Linked DNA regions of Sus scrofa: regions 2 and 3 are each linked to region 1. The links are chromatin contacts, called in public Hi-C and HiChIP or PLAC-seq maps. All regions are on one chromosome and are shown on one strand. Each heading gives the region's core, a stretch centred on a gene start, on an enhancer-like site or on the middle of the called end of the contact. The rest is flanking DNA. Distances are from core to core; before and after follow the strand shown.

Region 1 (4,132 bases), core at 1,034-3,533:
CTTCTTTTTCTTGCGCATTTCATGAAGCTGAGCCTGAGAAATATAGTGAAATTCAGAGGAAAAAAAATCAAAGAACTCATTTCTGCCCTAAAGGAGTTGAAGAGAGCTTTTTATTTTTTTAATCATGTATTTCAAATTAATCCCAAATTCATTGGTGCTGAGGGAATGCAGGGCGGAAGAGTGAGCGAGGACAACTATGGAAATAAGAGGCCCTAATTACCAGGCTTCTAGTCCATTATAGGGCAACTCTGAGTGCAGCAGTGATTGTGGGAGTTGACGTGTATTTCCATTTTCACCAGTGACATAGTGCTATTATGAATAATTTAAAAAAATCTGTCCTGGTCTCTATAACTCTATTTCTTATATGTAAAATTGAGTTAACAGTATCCCTTTCATCTAATACAATTGTGGGGTTTTAATTAATGTTACAATGCTCTTTGGCATCTGTATGGAGAAAGAGTTATTCGATTTCAGCACCAAATATTATGATGGTAAAAAGGACTAGTTCACCAATATTTCATCTTATGTACAACTTTTTTTTTTTTCCACTAGTTTACTGTGTACTTTATCAATGGCTACATCCAGCATTATCCCTATAGTGAGAACTGAAACCTTTCTTCATCTTGTAGATATCTCATGTCAAAACCAAGAAATCCAAACTAGAGAAAGCTGTGTCTTGTTTAAAAAAAAAAAAAAATTCCCAGAAAGCATTTTTTTTTTTAATGTGATGAACATAATGATTACTTACAATAAAAAAGCCTTGAAAGGCTTCACTTGTTCTAAGATTATTCATGCAGCAATTATGCTATTGATGACAATCTGTTTTTATGATAATATATTATAAGCTATTCTGAACCCACTCAACAAAGCAGAGTCAAAAGCGTGCAGTCTTCCTCAGGACCTCTCTTGCCAACACACCTATTCATTTCCTTGATTAGAAAAAGCTAAAATCACAGACTTAAAAAAAAAAGAGATAAAGTGCAAATCAGTTGGAATCTACATTGAAATGTAACTTGTAATTTTAAAGAATCACAAGAGAGAGAAATTGTTGGGTCCTCTGACATAGTTTGGATGATCTTATTTATCTTTGTACAAATACTGTGCATGCGAGCACTCATAGTGTGTGTACAGCATAAAGGAAGGGAACCTCCTTTTCTTTATAATTTGCCGAGAGCAAAAGGGCATTCCTGTCTCTGATTTTAAATTTGACTTTGCATTGCTGTAGGTCTTCAAGTAACTACTCTTACTTCAAGTGAGTGTTATTATTTGAGTTCTTAAGCCTTTTGCTTCTTTCTGCAGAGTACGCAGCCTATTCATGAAAGTCACGTGAAATTATTGTGGTTGTTTTATGTTGGATGGTCTAGACAAAAAGTAGAATAGCTTTTTTTTTTTTTGCTTTTTAGGGACACACCTGCGGCCTTTGGAGGTTCCCAGGCTAGGGGGCGAAACGGAGATGTAGCCGCTGGCCTACCCCACAGCCACAGCAGCTCAGGATCCGAGCCACATCTGCAACCTACACTACAGCCCACCCCAACACTGGATCCTTAACCCACTGAGCGAGACCAGGGATCGAACCCACAACCTCATGGTTACTAGTCGGATTCATTTCCACTGTGCCATAACGGGAACTCCTGAATAGCATATTAAAAGAAGGTGTGCTTCCTGATCTTAAACAGGTTAAATCTCATCTTGTCTCACTCAAGTATGATCACAACATTAAACAGATTATGTCCACGTGGGCAGAGTAGAAGTGCCTCACTGAAGCTTCTATTGGACGTCATCATCCATGTTCATGGTCTGTAAAGTTTACTCGTTAGTGTATGAAAGATGCATTTTATCCTCAAGAGCAAAGATTTTGGCTTTATTTCTCTTCTTTCCTCTTCATTTTGACTTGTAGATATACTTTGGGTAAGTCCTTTGAAAACCCGTTTTAAAAAAAAAAGCTGGTTGAAGCTGCTGAGGGGAAACAAATTGACTACCATCTTGGTCTTCTTTGTAAACTGGGTTACAAAACTATTTGACTATGTGAATTAAATTTAAAAACAGGTGTAGAGGTCAGGATAAAGGAATGTAGCTAGAGAAAAGTAGAATGAAACCCAGTGTGAGATCACACTTAAAAGGCACCCTGCTTTTGTAGCGCCCTCAAGCAGGTCACTCTAGTAACACAAGATTCAGGCTGACTGGGGTGAATACTCAGTAAAGGCAGGACATGCATTTGGTTTTCTACTTTGTAGCAGCCCAGGAAATGAGGGAAAATAACCTCTGATGAGAACCTCTTGAAGATTAAGGGAAGTCCACTAGCCAGAGCTGAATCACTCTCAACAAATGAGGCAAAAGGAGAGAATGAAACCGATTTTCTCTATGAGTTTTTCTCTGTCTTGGTCTCTGTTTCTGTTTCTCTTTTCCTCTCCCTCATTCTGGGATTGAGGCTGAGTCAGTGCAGCTGAATCCTCTGCAGTTAGAGGTGCTTAAGGTACAATGTTATTGTTCTCTGAATTGGGCTGTTCAATGAACAGAATTTTAAAATCCACTTACCTCTGTTATTTTCAGAAAGGAAGGGCGTGGTGTAGTTGATCATCTGAAAATATCATGGTAATACCATGTAATTTTATTTTAGCTTTGAAATACAACCGTGGGACTTAAAACCCAGTATGCTACAACCAGTCACGACCAGCTGGCATTGCAGAAAACAGAAAGTCACCAGCCAAGCAAAAGCAAGAGCTAAGGGAAAGTCCTTGCTGACAGCTGATTGGCCTGCCCCGGTGGTAGAGGAGCTGTGTGTTCCTTACAACGCTGAGACAGCTATGGCCAGGGAACCCAGGGATTTCTATCATCAGGCGAAAGTGGCTCTTGATTTTGAATGCCCAGGGGTCAGTGGGTTTTGATGATGCGGAATCTTGTCCTGTTACTGGTTCTGTGACCCTGAGATATTACTTCCCCATTTCTCATCTATTTCCTCTCAATGTGAATTGGACTGGGAACCTTTAAAGTCCTTTCCAGGACCCAACGTTCAAGCGGGGCAGTCATATCCTCTCTACGTGCGTTAACATGGAATACATTTTTACCCTTCTGTAGCCAAACTGAATTCTCATAGTCCCTATTCCAAAGATGGGAGAGATAGACAGACAGACAGAGACAGAGACAGAGAGAAATAGAAAGAGGGAGTAAACAATGAAGCAAACCACCGTTTTATTTTGCCACTTCAGGGTACCTTATTTTCTTCTAGATAGAATTTAGTCTTTGGTATAGTTACTCTGAATTTAAATTTAGTTGATTCAAAATTCAAGGTCTTTGTTAGGGTTGTCTTTTCCTCTCTAGGGCTGCGCCTTGTCTGCTTGTCTTTGCCGTGTTCCCCCCCCCCCAATACTGCTTCTCCTCATGATGGTTTCTGGGTGCAAAGGGACACCTGTATGGACTGTGGGGTAGGCGGGTCTGGCCTGGGGTGGCCTCCACCTGATTGTCTCACACCACCAGTCCCTGCTCATCCTTCTGACAAGTACCAGCATCTGAGCTGGTGCCCATGGATGTAGTCACGCCATCTGATCTTCAGGCCCATGGACTTTGTGCCCTGGTTGTCCTGTTCCTGTGGGGGTCAGTAACTCAAAGGCTCTGTGCCTAATAAGCTATGTTCCATTTCTACTCCCCTGAATCTAAACTATGATGGCTTAGGACACAGGAGGATCTCTCTCTCTCTATGTGTCTTTTGGTGTCAAGCAGACTCTTCTTTCCTTGGGTCCTTCTATTTCTCCTTCCTGCCTCCTGATTGGGAGGAATGCTTTCTCTTGTTCGTTAGAATATCCTATTCTTATCATAGCGCACCTCTTATATCCTTCTATGTTTCCTGCTAAGCATCCTATATTCAAGTCCTCTAGGCTTTATGGCCTTGAAGTCTGAAAAAGTCTATTCCCCCTTGATTAACCAAGTTTGGCTCTTGCAAATTAGAAATAAAAGATCTGGCTCTCATCTTCCAAAACGTGCATGATCGGCTTATTTAAGAAGTAAGAAGCTGAAATCTGGCTGCACTCTTCCTTGCTTCTTGGCAAGAGATTCTAAGACTTCCGTGGGCAGAGGACAAAATGAGTAACAAGAGCTAAGAAGAATGAAAACGACAGCAGCTAATATCTCAATATGT
Region 2 (4,132 bases), core at 511-3,010, 200 kb before region 1:
ACTATCTGAACAATCATGCCAGGCATGTTCTTACTTTCACCTTTTAACAGAAGCATCAGAGGATCTGAGGCTCAAGATCAACAGGTAAAGAAGGCACAGCCTGGGCTGCTGTCACCATAGTAAAGTCCCATGTGCTCCCTCCTGACAGGCCTTTTCCACACAGAGATGTCTGGCCAGGATAGTGATACAGGGGGAGTTATTTAAAAAGAGGTTATAGTGTGATAAGAGGTAAGCACAATTCTAGGTGGCGATGCTGCGTATAAGTTGTTTGTGCAAGTTGGGGGGTGTGGGTTGAGGATTTTCAGCCTGTGGGTGTCAAGCCTGGGCACAGGGCATGGCTGTGCCATGAGTGCATGGGACAGGGGGGAGCTCCGGACAGGTCAGGATGCGTCTTCTGGAAAAGGAGGTGTTTGGACTAAGTGATTTCTAAGACCTATTCTGTTCTTTGAGTCTCCTCCTTTGGAAAGGGAAGGGGGCAGTTCCTGTTGTGGCTCAGTGGAAACGAGTATCCGTGAGGATATGGGTTCGATCCCTGGCCTCACTCCGTGAATTAAGGATCCAGCATTGCATTGAGCTGTGGTGAAGGTCGCAGACTCAGCTTGGATCCTGAGTTGTTGTGGCTGTGAGTGTGGCCCTAAAAACAAACAAACAAAAAAAAAAAAGAAAAAAAAGGGGGGATTAGCCAGTTTTAATGCTAAAGACAAAGGTCACAGGATGGACGGCAAAAGTGGGCAATCAAGAGGCAGAAGGGAGTTGTGAACATGACTTCTTTTCAGGAAACAAGAAATACATGAAGATAACGATCAGTTCAAGCACCACCTGGTCAAACCCCTTCCGAGGAAACAGCGTGTTCAGCTCTCGCTTCCCACCAGAGGGGGAACTGGCTGGATTCCTTCCCGCGCAGGGCAGAACGCCTGCTGTCTACACTCCGTGCTGGGACAGACAGGTAGGGAGTAGCCTCAAAGCAAGAAGCTGATTTTCTTTAGGAACCGCCCACACCCGCCAGATGGGGCAGTGCCAGGAAGAGTGGCCCAGGCTCTTGGAAACTGCAGTCACCCAAAGGGAGCAAGCTGATCACTTCCAACCGGGAGTAATCCACAAGCAGACTTAGGATCCCCCTGGTGGGTGCCCTCCTCACAGACACACCCCTCCTGCCCCCCTGGCCCCTCCTTCCCTTCCAGGCAGGTGGCAGGGTTGCTGGAGCGGGTGACTGTGGAGAAGGGCTCTGTACCCAGTCCTGCTCTCCATGGCCGTAAGGTCGGCCCCTCCATGCCCTGGTTCTGCTGACGGGGCCCGGCTGCCACACCAGAGGGGTGTCTGTCTGACTTGGGGTTCAATGTCAGGGAACCCAGCTGCCCCAGACCTGAGCCCAGATTCTCCAGCACGAGCTTCATCAGTGATGAGGGGGGCCTTGTGGGCTTTACCTGCTTATACTTTTGCTTGAATCAATTTAGCCCAGTGGGTCTCACTTTAAGGAGCATCAGCATCACCCTGCCAGCTGGTGAACCGCAGCTGTGGCCCCGCCCCCAGGGTGTCTGATTCTCAGGTTGCGGGAGGGGCCCGGGAAGATGGGTCTCTACCAGGTACACAGGTGAGGCTGCCGGGCTGGGGTCCCCACACAGACCCGGGGGCGCTGGACGGAGAGAAGGAGTTCTGTTTATTGGCCCCTCCAGCTCCAGAACTGAATGTTCTCAAGGCCGGCTGAGTCAGCTGGGAGCCCTTCGCTCAACCAGGGCGCCAAACGTTCTTTGGTTCGTCTGAGTAATTCTCCCAAATCAATGTCCTTGCTCAGGGACAAATGCTGGTGGCTTAGACTCATTTCTGTTCTAAGTAGAACACGAGATAAATCAATGTCGGCCATAAATCAGCCCTGAAATGCCAGTTTAAAAACAGAATCCACCACACGTGGGCGGTGCTCCTTTGATAAAAACTTGCAGAGCGCTGTGCACACATCAGCATGGAACTGGGCCTTTGGAGAATGCTGAAGTGAGTGCATTTAAAACACTTTCCGTTGAAATGCAAAGTACAAATATTTGCCGATTGGTGGACAGCGCGAAAAAGCTTCACAAACTGGATGCACTAGTGGAACCGGCACAGCAGGAGACCAGAAAGTGACCATTTCTTCCCCCGCCAAGTCCCCTGTGCTTTTCTCAGTCCCTAGGTCCTTGCAGAGGGCCAGTGCTGTCTTGAATTCTCACAGGGAGACCTAGGTTTTACTAAGCTTTACTCAGCTTGTACTTGTCAGTGAATTTTTTTTTTTTTTTTTTTTTTACCTCACAGATTCATGGATTCTTTTTTTTTTTTTTTTTTTTTTTTTTTTTTAGTATTTTCTAGGGCACCCCCAGCATGTGGAAGTTCCTAGGCTAGGGGTTGAATCAGAGCTGTAGCCACTGGCCTACACCACAGCCACAGCAATGTGGGATCCCAGCCGTGTCTGTGACATACACCACACAGCAACTCCAAATCCTCAACCCACTGAGCAAGGCCAGGGATTGAACCCTCAACCTCATGGTTCCCAGTCGGATTTGTTAACCACCGAGCCACGGGAACTCCAGATTCATGGATTCTTAAAAATCACACGCATCTAGGAGTTCTCATTGTGGCTCAGCGGGTTAAGAACCTGACAAGTATCAAGGTTCGATCCCTGGTCTTTCTCAGTGAGTTAAGGGGCTGGTGTTGCTGAAAGCTTCTGGGGCGTAGGTCAAGGCTGTGGCTTGGATCCTGCATTGTTGAGGCTGTGGTGCTCACAGCCTATAGCCGGCAGCTGCAGCTCCAATTTGACCCCTAGCCTGGGAAATTCCATATGCCATGGGTGCGGCCCTAAAAAAGACACACACACACACACACACACACAAAAATCACATGCATCCAGTCTGCCTTGTCGCCTACCTCAGGGCACTTTACTCTGACCTCTCCGGCTGCTGCTCACCGCCCCAAGTCCCCACCTGTTCTGGCAGAGCCGGTCCTCCCTCACCTGTCACAGCTGGGCTTCCCACCTCCAGGTCATTCCACAGGCTCCCCATCCCCATTTCTATTAGTCAGAATGGGTGAGGCTCCAGCTGGTCCTCCACGGGGCCCTCCGCTCTGAGGCTCACCCCTGCTGTGTGCGTTTGGGGCACGATGTCCTCCTGGCTCTTCAGGGACTGGTCATCCCTGAACTGCATAGGACACGTGGTCTCTTAGGCACTGTCGCGGGAGGGCTAGAGATGGGGACCCAACACAGGATCCCAACACCTCCCCCCCACCCCACATGACACGTGTTTCTTCTGCTCATATTTCATTGCTCAAAACTGGTCACATGCCCCTTCTTAGCTCCAGGGGGGCTGGGAGAAGTAGGGGGGCACCCAGAATGTCTGGTGAGCATCACCGTCTCTGCCACGCCAAGGGCACACTCCTCCAGGCTGGGTTATGTCCCCCCCTCACCCTTGGGCACCTGCCACGTGCCCTCTTCTGCATTATCCTACAGTATTTGTATGCTATGCACCCCCAGTTCTCAGCCAGGGCAATTTTGCCTCACAGGGGACATTTGATGAGATTTTTTTGGGGGGGGGCAAAGCATGAAGAAGTTCCCGGGCCAGGCATCAAACTGGTGCCACAGCATTGACCTGAGCTGCTGCAGTAACAATGCTGGATCCTTCACCTGCTGTGCCATCAGTGAATTCCTGAAGACCTTTTTTGTTGTTAGGAGCTGGGGGTGTAAGGTCCTGGCACCCAGCAGGGAGGGAGCAGGGATACTGGTAAATACCCTACAGTGTGCAGGACCATCCCTCAGTGAATCCCCAGCCTTGCGCAGCCCAGGGTCACTACCCACAGCCCCGCTGCCCACAGTGCTGTGTTCCTCCTGCATGGACCTGGTCACCCACCACATACCAATAGGGCACGAAAACAGCCAGACTGTGGCCTGTGGTCTGTCCCCTCAGGGGACAGGAGGAGTGAGGTGCAGGGAGACCAGGGTACAAAGTGGTGGTGGAAAAAGAAAGGGACCAGATAAACCACCTCCTTCTCCGGGACAGCAGGTCCCCTCACTGCACACAGGCTGACACTGACCTCAGGGGCCCCAGCCAGGAGCCAGGGCCCTGGGCTGTGAGCACATGGACCTCCATCTCTGGCACTGCTTTTGCCCCCTGTGCTG
Region 3 (4,132 bases), core at 1,055-3,554, 170 kb before region 1:
TAAACAAAATAAAAATGCCACAGACAGGGAGAAAATATTAGCAATATACAGGACTAATGAAAAGACTAGTACTCATAAAGTATTCCTATACATCGAGACGGGTAACCAGTCTTTTTTGTTGTTGTTGTTCTGCTTTTTAGGGCCGCACCTGAGGCATATGGAGGTTCCCAGGTCAGGGGCTGAATCAGAGCTATAGCTACTGGTCTACACCAGAGCCACAGCAATGTGGGATCCAAGCTGTGCCTGTGACCTACACCGCAGCTCACAGCAACGCCAGATCCTTAACCCACTGAGCGAGGCCAGGGATCGAACCCGCAGCCTCATGGTTCTTAGTAGGATTCGTTTCCACTGAGCCATGACGGGAACTCCGTAATCACCTTTTTAATGCAATAGATATGAACAGTGAATTCACAAAAGAGGAAACTCAAATGACCAAGAAACATATGAACAAATGCTCAATGGTGAAGAAGTACAAATTAAAGCCAAAGTGAGGCATCACTTCACACCCATCATATCGGAAAAAGTAAAGTCTGCAAACACCAGATGTTGCCAAGGATGTGTGAAAGCAGGAACTCATACATCACAGGTGGGAGTGTAAACCGGTGTGACTATTCAGGAGAGCAATTTGGCAATACTTCATGGAGTAGAAGGCGTGTTTTCTCTCAAACATAGTAATGTCACATCCAGGTATGGTAAAACCCCACGGTAAGCTGAAAACAGATTTGAAGCGTTAGCAGTTGGCCCAGGCTTTAGATCACCCTGGGGGCGGCTAACGTCTTCTCCTCTGTGGGGTAGGTTCCCACACCTCCAAGACTTTCCCAGCCAATCTTCTCCTCATTAGGCCAAAGAAATGAATGCTAACTAGGAAACCCCTGCCTGTGCCAAGACCCAGAATCACCCCTGGTAATAGTGAAAGCCTGAGCAGACAACTACCAGGAGGCTCCAAACTGCACGTGGGACTTCCACAGACCGGGAGAGGCTGGGGAGACTGAATTTGACCTAACCTGGCTGAGGCGAGTTGAAGGATGTGAGTAATCATATGTGCTGGTTATGATATAAGAGGTAACTATAGGAAGCTCTGATAAAGAATTATAACAACAGAGCAAGCCTGATGAAAAAAATCAGGAACAAAAGAAAAAAAAGGATGTCAGAGTAGCTCAATGTAGCTATGGGTACAAATTAACTGTCTGTTGAGTGTTTACTAAAAAAGTAGGATGAAGAGGTCCCTGGTGGCCCAGTGGGTTAAGGATCCAATGCTGTGGCTCTGATTACAGCTGTGGTGTGGGTTTGATCCCTGGCCCGGGAATTTCTGTTTGCTGTGGGCACAGCCAAAAAAAAAAAAAAAAAAAAAGGAGGATGATGTTTATAAACTGTGGCTTTAACTCCAAATAAATAAAGAAGGAAATTCATTATACTTCTGTAGCCACTTATGGGCTATATCTGCAGGCACTGAGGTTTTTTTTTTTTGTTTGTTTGTTTGTTTTTTTCTCAGTAGTAAAAATAGCTAACTCTCTATTTGTGAATTGGCATGTTCCTTTGGGCCTCAATTTCCTTCTTATTTCAACAATTTGGCAATAAGGATGGTGTATCTCAAGTGAGTCCAGTGAAATTGTTAGATTTGTGGCCACCTTTGATTCAAGAGAAGGTAGGAGACCCTGAGTGTTTGCTAAAAAGTGTCCCTTTGACTACTTTGGCTCAGTGGGATTGGGTTCCCGGGGAAAATGCCAAACTCTCACTGCCAATTCTGAGTTACTATTGAGCAAAATGGATAATACTTGAAGGTTGCATGTGATTCAACCCTGGCTTTAATGTAGAAAAAATCCAAGGAGCCTGCCAACAGGTCTCTTTCTTAAAAGGCTTATTTTACTCTGTCCTGTTTGGAATAGGCATGCTTATAAAAAAAAGTCCTGCTTTGCAAATGGCCAAAGGAAAGCTCATTTGAAGTAGACAGATTGGTATATTTATATTTAGGAAAACCCTACTTAAAATAAAAAGATCATTGTATCTCTGGCTCTCAGGAAATAAATGAAAGAGTGAACTGGACAGCCCAAAAAGAATGAATAAAAAAAAAAGTGAAGGAAGAGATCAACAAACTGAAAGCACCTTTCTCAGCCCTTCTCTGCTTCAATCTGGGGCCGAGAAGGAGGAGAGGATGACCTCTTGGACTGATGGTTCCCAAGGGCTTCAGGATCTGGGCATAACTTCCCTTTGGAAGGAGGAGAGCTGCCCGCCTGACTTGTATGTTCTGGCGTGCATGCCACCTCCAAGATTCCCCTACACTCAATATGCAAAACACAGCCAAGGAAGCAGACATGACTCAGAGGAAGGAAAAGGACTCGGAGAATTTGAGTAAGAGACTGTCTAGCATTAAGGCAAGATAACCTATAAGCACTAACTTGGAAGGAAGGGCAAACAAAAGGAGTCAGGCTGCCGAACAGCAAAATGAGCCTGAAACTACAGCGCCACACAAACCAACCAACCTAGTTTTCACCTCAGTGTGGAGCTCCAGGGACTCATGCTTCCTAGAAATTATCCAGTACTACTGGGTGGATCAGATGTAGTAAGAGTACCATGCCCCTTCCCCTAGCTGATATCTATCCTAAGAGTTATCTTCCGGTGCCTTGGAAAGATGTGAAAATGTGCCAAAGTTTTCTCCTGCGTGTTTTCAGTTTACAGCCCTGTGCGTGATACTGGCGGATGCTGGAGGGTTGTCTCGGATGAGCCTGCCTGGCTGACAGGACAGGCAGGAAAGGGGCAAGGGGAGTGTGGTGGCCTCAGGCACCTTCTCCAACAACCCAGGCTACCCCTAAGGCCTTGGACACCCACTGTGATGCGCTGCTGAGGGTGCACTCCGAAGTCTTTGTGCAGAAGACAGCCTGGGAGAAGCTGCAGCACTGCCGCTGCCTGAGTGCCCTAGTGATCGCCATCGGTGGTTCACCGGGGCGTTTTCCAAATTAATGGGGGTGATTCAGGGGTGGATCAGAATATACCCTTAATCCCCTCTACTCTCGTGGTAGCCTTGTTGCTGGAATTCAAGCACAAGAAAGAGAAAAGGTGTCTGTACCACAAAGGATCGCTTCCCAGGTACTGGCCACAGTAATCTAGTTTGGGGGGGGAAATGGAGAAAAGTGAAGACAAAAAGAAATTTAAGATTTCAGGGCCATGTGCCTAGTTTGAGTTATTCACAAAGGTGTGGGACTCCAAGGCCTCTCCAATGAGATAAACTCATAGAGTCTCAGGATGTTAATGTTGCCGAGATAAAAATTACCAGACCCTCATGGCTCCAGTGCAATTGTTACAAAGCTCTTGAGTTCCTCCTGGGCAGCCTGGCCGGCTCCGCTCCCGCCCCGAAGAAGGAAAGGGGTTGGCCTGTTCCTCTCCCTGCCCCATAGGAAAATATTTGTTCCCAACCAATCAGCAAATGTACCCTAAGACCTCTCCTCTCTTCTTTGTTCCTGGGCTACAAAAATAGACAAAGGTGCACTGGGGGTCAGCTTTTCCTGATCATCAGGAAGTCAACCCGCTGTGCTGGCAGCGCTTCTTGTCTCAACGAACTCGTCTTTCTCTTCGCCCCACTCAGTCTGGAAATTCTTTTCTAACTGGCGTATGGACCATCACAAAAGGGAGCAGACACTTTTCTGGGGTGAAGAGCAAATAAGATAGGACAGACTGATGGGACGAGACCTCCTGTATAAACCAACGGCTACCATATTCCATACTTCAAGTAGAGGACTTTTAAAACTCTTGGGAGAGGAGGCACCTGAGTGAGTGAATATGTGCAGAGGTCTGTGTGCCATGGGCCAGATTTTGAATGGGAGGTTTTCTAGTATCAATGGCGATTAACTTGCCACACAGGAAACTAACTGCTGGTTTATCAGTCACTGCGACTTCCCTGACAGATTTCTGTAGTTCATTGTAGAGCTTATTCTAGACAATAAGATGAAATTAATTTGCAGACCAAGCTGTGAAAAGGGCTACACAGGTCTGGATTGGGGTAACCCATGTCCCATTACTTCTATCCAGGGGCTCCCACACACAGAGTTTTCAGACATAGGCAACTTCTAGTGAACTACAAACTGGAAACCAAGGGAAGTTAAAATGAACACAAATTATCTTGACAAACATTTTCTTC

What was found. Hi-C and Micro-C count contacts between places; a contact is called where the count stands out from the background. HiChIP or PLAC-seq counts read pairs in DNA pulled down with a chosen protein or histone mark.
Region 2: a contact with region 1 is called in a Hi-C map of skeletal muscle, with 5 times the contacts expected there. The contact joins two enhancer-like sites. A contact is called at or near these places in 1 of 5 promoter capture datasets (liver), 21 of 47 Hi-C or Micro-C datasets (alveolar macrophages, blood, brain and 13 more) and 2 of 2 datasets of contacts at active chromatin or transcription factors (alveolar macrophages and skeletal muscle).
Region 3: a contact with region 1 is called in an H3K27ac HiChIP or PLAC-seq map of alveolar macrophages. The contact joins two enhancer-like sites. A contact is called at or near these places in 1 of 47 Hi-C or Micro-C datasets (embryonic fibroblasts) and 1 of 2 datasets of contacts at active chromatin or transcription factors (alveolar macrophages).

The regions. Positions count from the first base shown.
Region 1 is chr9:38,019,887-38,024,018 of Sscrofa11.1, reverse strand. No RefSeq gene overlaps it. Among named protein-coding and RNA genes, the nearest start is that of ZC3H12C, 110 kb to the left of the region's middle. Within about 2 kb of position 2,283, at least 6 of the 83 cell types and tissues checked have an H3K27ac peak or open chromatin away from gene starts, as enhancers often do. A contact at or near this core is called in alveolar macrophages and skeletal muscle, where this site is marked.
Region 2 is chr9:38,215,214-38,219,345 of Sscrofa11.1, reverse strand. No RefSeq gene overlaps it. Among named protein-coding and RNA genes, the nearest start is that of RDX, 82 kb to the left of the region's middle. Within about 2 kb of position 1,760, at least 9 of the 83 cell types and tissues checked have an H3K27ac peak or open chromatin away from gene starts, as enhancers often do. A contact at or near this core is called in skeletal muscle, where this site is marked.
Region 3 is chr9:38,185,398-38,189,529 of Sscrofa11.1, reverse strand. All of the region lies in intron 2 of ZC3H12C (probable ribonuclease ZC3H12C), which reads right to left. Among named protein-coding and RNA genes, the nearest start is that of ZC3H12C, 54 kb to the right of the region's middle. Within about 2 kb of position 2,304, at least 11 of the 83 cell types and tissues checked have an H3K27ac peak or open chromatin away from gene starts, as enhancers often do. A contact at or near this core is called in alveolar macrophages, where this site is marked.